Linked DNA regions of Sus scrofa: region 1 is linked to region 2. The links are chromatin contacts, called in public promoter capture Hi-C maps. All regions are on one chromosome and are shown on one strand. The core of a region is the stretch at or near the end of the contact, and the rest is flanking DNA. Distances in the headings are between cores, read along the strand shown. Region 1 holds the start of ZNF112 (zinc finger protein 112). Region 2 holds the start of LOC110260999.

What was found. Promoter capture Hi-C pulls out the DNA fragments that hold promoters and counts their contacts.
Region 1: a contact with region 2 is called in a promoter capture Hi-C map of liver, with 7 times the contacts expected there. The contact joins the promoter of ZNF112 here to the promoter of LOC110260999 in region 2. A contact is called at or near these places in 2 of 5 promoter capture datasets (fetal skeletal muscle and liver) and 7 of 47 Hi-C or Micro-C datasets (embryonic fibroblasts, heart right ventricle, liver and 3 more).

The regions. Positions count from the first base shown.
Region 1 is chr6:50,941,609-50,945,476 of Sscrofa11.1, reverse strand. It overlaps ZNF112 (zinc finger protein 112), which reads left to right and starts at 1,504. Exons shown (of 12, transcript XM_021097547.1): 1 at 1,504-1,592.
Region 2 is chr6:50,770,003-50,774,121 of Sscrofa11.1, reverse strand. It overlaps LOC110260999, which reads left to right and starts at 1,373. Exons shown (of 2, transcript XR_002344680.1): 1 at 1,373-1,603. LOC100737582 (zinc finger protein 226-like) reads right to left here and starts at 1,237. Exons shown (of 13, transcript XM_021097546.1): 1 at 1,078-1,237. It overlaps LOC102167899 (a long non-coding RNA gene), which reads right to left. Exons shown (of 2, transcript XR_298582.3): 2 at 4,026-4,119.

The DNA of each region.
Region 1 (3,868 bases), core at 255-2,754, 170 kb before region 2:
TTATGGATTAGGCCATTACCTCATCCTCTGACCTCCCTGGATCACCATGTCCTCCCTAAGACATCTTATGGTGTTTACGATATCAAGAGCAGGGTTCAAATATGTGATATGATACTAGAAGCAAAAAAAAAAAAAAAATTCAAGATTTTATAAAGGATTTATCCCTTCCCATATTATAATGCTTTGTCTGTATCAATACAGCTCCCTCCTTTTGTCTTAGGACTCACATTTCATAATCAGCAATTAAAGCCAAGAATATGTGGAAAACATATGCTGCTGCTTTTTTTTTTTTTTTTTTTTTTTTTTTTTTTGTCTTTTTGCTATTTCTTTGGCCACTCCTGCGGCATATGGAGGTTCCCAGGCTAGGGGTCAAATCGGAGCTGTAGCCGCCGGCCTACACCAGAGCCGCAGCAACGTGGGATCCGAGCCGCGTCTGCGATCTACACCACAGCTCACGGCAACGCCGGATCGCTAACCCACTGAGCAAGGGCAGGGACCGAACCCGCAACCTCATGGTTCCTAGTCGGATTCGTTAACCACTGCGCCATGATGGGAACTCCGTGCTGCTGCTTTTTGTCCTGGTCAGTGGTTGCATCTGTTTCTTGTGTATTCTTAGCATCCATGTCCATTCATCACAGAGCGAACAGCTCAGGGAAGGTAGCAGCATCAGAGTTCTAGGTGCATTCACGCCCATGTAGAATAAAAAAAGGCAATCCGGTCTAAGTAAGGTTGAGATCCTGTACTCCTTACATTCAGTGCCCAATGTAGGTCAACGAAATTTCCTCTTAGTATTGCATTTTTTTGCCTACAAATCGCTTTCTTTATATCATTTATTCCCTTCTCCCACGTTCCCTCCTTTCCTTCCTTCCCTTTTTTTTTTTTTTTTTTTTTTATTTCCCACATTCCTAACTTATCTGGTTTCTAGGGGTATTTTTTTGGGATAGGTAGGTGGGTAGGTAAATAGTATGCTTTGGTGGAGTTTGCTTTGTTTTTGGCATGTTTGACAGAAAAAAAATTTTAGAAAAAAAGCAAAGGGGAGGCCGAACTCGACTAACAGCATAGAGTTAATTTATTCTGAGTCTCCTAAAGAGAATATCGACTATTCAATTGTTGACTACCCGAAAGAAAAAGCGCAATCTTGCGGAAAGGGCTGCCGGGAAGGAGATTCGGGAATTGCAGTTCAGAAGATGCACAAGATCAGAAACAATTACGCTCTAGAAAAGCTCTTTTAGTGCATAGTCGGCTGGAGAAAATACATAAATGCATAGTAGACCGCTCTATCTTTGGAAGCATTTCAGCTCCAGGAAGGCGGGAATTGCGGAATTCTTTCAGGACGGCGAGGCTGTGAAGTAGAATCCACACTCTCAGCACAGCAGCCGGAACTTCCGCCCTGGGAAGGCGACGAAGTGCCTGGGAATTTCGGGAAGTGTAGTCCGGCAACACTGTAGTTGGATAACTTCCGCTACAGAAAGCTGAGGCCGTGTCCCTGCTCCCGTCGGGAATTCTGGGAAGCGTAGTCCGGGGGATTTGTGTAGGCAGAGTCACTTCCGGTCCAGGTACGCGAGGCCGCGGCCTTCATTCCTCTCGGAAAGGTGAGTCTCCCACAGCTTTGCAGAGCCCCTCTCCTCGTGTCCACACTGGCCGTTCTTGGGTTTGTTGTGGGCCACTAGCGACCCTGCCCTCGACCTTGGACAAAGAATCCGCTGGCAGCGAAGGGCAGAATTGGCGCTCCCTTTGAATGAGCCTTCTGGAGCGCGGGGCTGTGGGTGCATCCCCGGTTTAGGGGCCCAGGCCAGAGCCGTAAATCGCTGGGATTGAGGGTCTTCTGGGTTCTGTACTTTCCCAACCCTTTACCCGACCACCAGCTCTAGCTGCCGCTTCCCACCGGTATAATATTAGGCGAGTATGTCAGTGTCTCTGCTTCTTTTGCTCTTCTTTAAAGTTGGTATAAGTGTCTACCTAATAGGGCTAGTCTGAGAATGTGCAGGAAAAGAATCAGAGGCTGGTTTGTGAGCAAAAATAAGTCTCTTGTTACTAGTATCTTTAAACTTCTTGAGAAGTAAGTGCTTAGTTCCCCAAAAACGTCTTTGAGCCCGGGATGGGGTCAGAGCTCCTGCCTCAGTGTCCCTGGCCTTTCTCTGATCCCTGAAGAAGGCGTGGCTGTATCTGGTTTTCTAATCATTTTTTGAATTTTTTTTTGGAAAGGGTCGCTCCTGGCTGTGGTCTGGGACGTCCACTGTAATTTATGTCGGAGCGCAAATGAAGTTCTGATTTTGCTCAGCCTCCGTTCTTTTCCCTGTGTCAACTTTAAAAAATGCACAACATGAGAATTGTGAGTTAAGTTTTATTTGAGGGCAAAATGAGGACTATAGCCTGGGAGGCAGCATTTCAGAGAGCTCAGAAAAACTGCCCCAAAGAGGTAGGATGGAGGGTCGGTATATATGTGATTTTGATGAAGGGGGAGATACGTGCAACCAAGGACACATTTGCAGAAGGCTGCTGCTAGTCTCGAGGAGCAGATGTCTCCTTGAAGGGTTTGAGTGCTTTTCTAGATGCAAGAATTGGGCTCATCAAATCTTCTCCTGAAAACATCCATCTGAAGACCTGGTCTGCCAGTTTTCCCAGGGCACCGAGTGCCTCACTCCTGATCTCCACCGTGAAGACTCTCAGGGGATGTCGAGGGTCTGCAGCTGCAGCAGCTCATGATTCAATCCACGCAGAGACTGATAGCAAGTGCCGATCTCCGGTTCACACCTGCCTTGACTTGGAAAAGGCTGCAGCAAGGAGGGAACGACCCTTTGGCTCCAGGCAGCAGAGCCTCACCTGAGCAGGACTTAGCATCCTTCTTCCTCTTTTGTCATCTTATACGCATCTTGTGTGCAATTCTTCTGCTTTCCAAGATGCCCTGATATTTGTTGAACAAATGTAGGAAGGGATGGGGAATTCATGGCTATGAGTAATAATGATGATATTTCACCATTTAGTTGAAATACTCTAGGGGTTTTACATGAATGAGCGCAAGAGCCCTCTGGAAGCTGGGGATACTGTTATTCCCATGATAAAGATGAGGAGACTGAGACACAGAGAGCATAGGTCATTTATTCTAGGTCACACAGCTACTTAGAGGCCTAAGTAGGATTTGAATTTAGGTAGTTTCAATCTTCTGCCTTAATTCTTACTGTGTTTAGTGTCAGGTTGAAAAGGCATGTTTGGGTTTTTTGTAGAGGGCCATGAAAGCTTTGGGTTTTGTTTTTGTTTTAATGACCGCACCCACTAACTATGGAAGTTCCCAGGCCAACGATTGAATCTGAGCCATAACTTCCAGCTACACTTGAGCAACACCAGGTCCTTTATAACCCTGGGATCCTGTACCTCCGCAGCCTCCCTTGCCACTGCAGTCAGATTCTTAACCCACTGTGCTACGGTGGGAACTCCAGAGCTTTGAGTTGTTGATGGGAGTGGTTTTTTTCAGTCATCTGCAAATTAACTGTATTTTATTTGAGATAATATTATACTTCATACTCTGGTTACAGAAATAATGCATGTTGTAGAGAATAAAGAACATGTATGATGTATTAAAAAAAACCATAATTACCCATAACCACATGATGTAGAGATAACAGTATTAATATTTTAATGTTTTCCATTCTGTAGAATTATTTTTGGATTTTTACTTAAGTTTTTCAAAATAGGCATCATGCATTTTATTTTCCCCTTATATTATTACTGTGGAAATTTATAAACATAGCCGAATGTAATGAAATAATGCACTTCTGTAGAACTGTCACCCCAGTTCAACCCTTGTAAACATTTGCCAGTCTTTTATCAAAAAACATACCCTCACTTACAATGTTAGTTTTTTTTTTGT
Region 2 (4,119 bases), core at 124-2,623:
ACCTAGTTCCTAAGGCTTAAGGAGAATTACATCCAAGAGATTCTGAACTCAAGCTCTGGACTCAGGCTGCCTGAATTCCAACCCCAACTTGGCCTCCTACTTGGTGGGTGACTATGTGCAAATAATGTACAGCTCCCTAGGTCTCAATCCCATTTTACAGAATAGGGAAAATGCAATGTTTCTTCACGGAGCCATGATGTGGCATAATATACTTACTTGTGCAAAGCCCTCATCATCGAAGTTAGTTTTTTAAAATTTTATTTTACGGCCGCACCCTCGTTCTGAGCCAGGGATTGCAGCTGCGGCAACTACGGATTCTTAACCCACTGCTTCGCAGCCAGAAATCTGAAGTTAATTACCAACAATACCCATGTCCAATTACACGTTCTATATATCCTCTGATTGATGTGCCCACCATTGGAAAAAAAAAAAGGATGTCAAGTTTCATTTACTCCGGGCATTGCTCTCAGTAGCCCAGGAGTCACTCCTTCTACCTCAGTGCAGCCCTTTCTGAGAAATCACGCTGGGGAAAGAAAGAACGCTGTGGAATGCGACGATCGAGTCCCCGTCTCTGATTAAAGTTAAAGCCTCCCCTCCCTTCAAGCAATCTGGAAGCAATCCTCACCTTTCCCTCCAAAAAAGTCAGAATAGGTCCGGGATTATCCAGCATCACACAGGCAAAGACAGAAGGGCAAGAATCACTGAAGCTGGATCTCTGACCCTAACCCGGGGACCTAACCGCTCCAGGGTAAATTAACATCAAGAAGAGATGTTAATTCACTACGTGCCAGGTACTAGTTAAGACGTCAATTTGTACCATCTCTTTTAAGTCCCCAAACGATTGTATCAGGAAAGTCCTAATATCCTAATATTTTAAAGAAAAGCAACAAGAGGCACCAGGAGATTAACTCCCAACGCAAGGAAACAGAAGGGTGCGTGAAAAGTGTAGGGAGGCGGACTGGGCGAGCTGAGAGCAGGAGAACTCTCAATCCTGGGGATACGCAATTAGAGTTCGTGCCCTATCTGGGTAAAGAGACGACTCTCAATGCACAGAGGCTCTGAGTAGGGAATACACACCGCTGTCCTTGCGCCTGGGTACCTGTGCTCTCCGCCAAAGATTCTTTTCCCCTAAATCTGTTGTCAAGTCCTTGCGGCTCCCGAGCAAACATCCAGGAAGTTCAGAAGGGCCAGCTAGACTCGGAACTGACGCACCGCCCCCACAGAAAACACCAGCAAACTAACACTCGGGGAACGGAAGTGCCTACGAGTTCGCGGAGCGGCTGGACTACACTTCCCAGAATGCATCAGACCCCCGGAAGTGCAATTGGTGCGCAGAGGATCTGGACTACACTTCCCAGAATGCACCAGGCACCACCCTCCTCCCACCCACGCCCACGGAAGTGCAAGCGACTACGCGGAGCATCTGGACTACACTTCCTAGAATACCAAGGAAAACCATCGGGAGTCTCACCTTCCAGGTAGACGTGTTGGGGGCGCAGGAAGTTTCTTGCCTCCACTTCCCAGGATGCCAGGGCGGAAAGAATCCCACAGTCCCGACTTCCGTGGTGGTAGTAAGAGTCTGCTCCTGAGTCGTCCCGCGAAGGTATTCCACAGACACGACTTTTTGAAGTAGAAATCCTCCCAATTATGGCAGCAGTATTGTTGGCACGGGAGGGGGGGCGGGGGAGGAAGTGAGGAGATAAAACCTTCAAAAAATTAACTGAGGAATGACTAGGGGACGGTAGGTGATTAAAAGGAGAGTAATTTGAGTATAATCTGACAGTATAAGGCTAAAGAATAGGCGAGGTAGAATGATTTGGGTGGAAAAATGAACGAAGAAGGTATTAACCCAACTCCAGACCCTGTGGTATCACTGGTTTGGCAGGAAAAACAACTTGAAAGGGCCAAAGTGGGAGCCTGTTTTATGGAAAATTGCTTTTCCTTTATTGAGGTTATTACAATACCTACTTTGGAGGTGAAAACATTAAATTTCAGAGAAGTTAAGAAATTGTTGGAATTCCCACTGCGGTGCAGCAGAAACAATCCCTGGGTCTCACTCAGTGGGTCAGGTATCTGGTATTGCCATGAACTGTGGTGTAGGTTTCACACGTCTTGGATCCTGCGCTGCTGTGGCTGTGGTGTAGGCAGAAGTTGTAGCTCTGACTGGACCCCTAGCCTGGGAACCTCCATATGCCAAGGGTTCTGCCCTAAAGACCAAAACAAAAAAAGTACATTAATGGCTAAGGCTACTTCTTTACCTTTAATTAACGGCATTAACAATGCTGAAAATCTTGGCATTGGACTCCCAATGCCAAGGCTGACTCCCAAAGCCTATGATTTGTTTTTTTGTTGTTTTTTTTTTGGCCACCCTGTGGCATATGGAGTTCCCAAACCAGGGATCAGATCCAAGCTGCAATTACAATCAAAACTGCAGCTACAGCAACAATGGATCCTAAACCTTCTGTGCCAGGGCCAGGAATCCCAAAACACTGCCAATCCTGTGCACAGCAGGAACTCCCAAAGCCTATGATTTAATGTTAGAGCAGTGAGGAGTCTACTGGTGAGGGAAGATGTTTTGTATTAAGAGTTTTTCCTTTATATTTTCTGGTTAAAGTATCTTTATTACAATAGTAATTTAAAAACACATGTTGGAGTTTCTGTCGTGGCTCAGTGGTTGACGAATCTGACTAGGAACAATGAGGTTGCGGGTTCGATCCCTGGCCTTGCTCAGTGGGTTAAGGATCCAGCGTTGCCATGAGCTGTGGTATAGATTGCAGATGCATCTCAGATCCTGTGTTGCTGTGTTGCTGTGGCTCTGGCGTAGGATGGCAGCTACAGCTCTGATTGGACCCCTAGCCTGGGAACCTCCATATGCTGTGGGAGCAGCCCTAGAAAAGGAGAAAAGACAAAAAAATAAAAAATAAAAAAATAAAAGCACATGTTACTGAAAGCTAATTAAATATAGCATAAAGTAAAATGGGGGGGGGCGGAGCACCTAGACTCCTTCCCCTTGAAGGTAAGTTTTTTTTCTCCCTGTAAACATACATATATGTATCATCATATACATTTTTAATGAAATCCCATGTTAAACTCAGTATAGGCTAGACATTTTCTAATATCAGCACTGAAAATCTCTTTCCAAATGTTGGCTATATAATGCTTCACTGAATGAACTGAGAGTTGAAAGCAAAACTGCCCCTGACATTAGGAAGCTGGTGTGACACTCACAACTAGGCTAACATTATTCTCCTTTGGGACATCAATCAGAATATCATCCTCAAAGAAGTTTCTCTGAGACCACGGTAGTGAGACAAAACAAGGACCCTTTATAATTTTGTTTAGACAAAAACAAGGTCACTGTGCCACTTGTATAATGCCAAACATGCCCCTCTTGTCTAAAAGAGAGGTACTTCTTTACCACTTAGAGATTTTCCTCATTTTTTTGTTTTTTTTTGTTTTGTTTGTTTGTCTTTTTAGGGCTGCACCCATGGCATGGAGGTTCCCAGGCTAGAAGTTGAATCAGAGCTGTAGCCACCAGCCTACACCAGAGCCACAGCAACGTCAGATCCAAGCCAAGTCTATGACCTACACCACAGCTCACAGTAACGCCAGATCCTTAACCCACAGAGCAGGCCAGGGATCGAACCTGCAACCTCATGGTTCCTAGTCGGATTTGTTTCCGCTGCGCCATGACAGGAATTCCAAGATTTCTTTGTTCTCAGCTACTCTCCCAAAATAAAAAACTTGAGCTACTAGGTCTTCAAATTGCTACTTTCTGACAGCATCCAATCTACAGTGAGCCATGTTTCCTTAGGCCCTCTCCCAAAACACCCGACCAGAGCCCAAATCCTAGAATAGATTGTGACACCCTTTTGTGACATCTCATGGTTCCCCTTGATGGGTGTAGTCTCACTGCAACAAACAATAAGCCCAACTTGTCAAACCTCTGGTGTGTTCCTGGATGAAGTAAATAAGCATTTTAGCACATGCCCGATGAATATTAGATTTGCTATTATATCTGAAGCTTCAGTGAACAAAGTTTTATATTCTTCTGGGACAGATGCCACTGGCAGTGAACCAACTGCCAATCACAAGCCACATGTCCATAAATAGAACTTG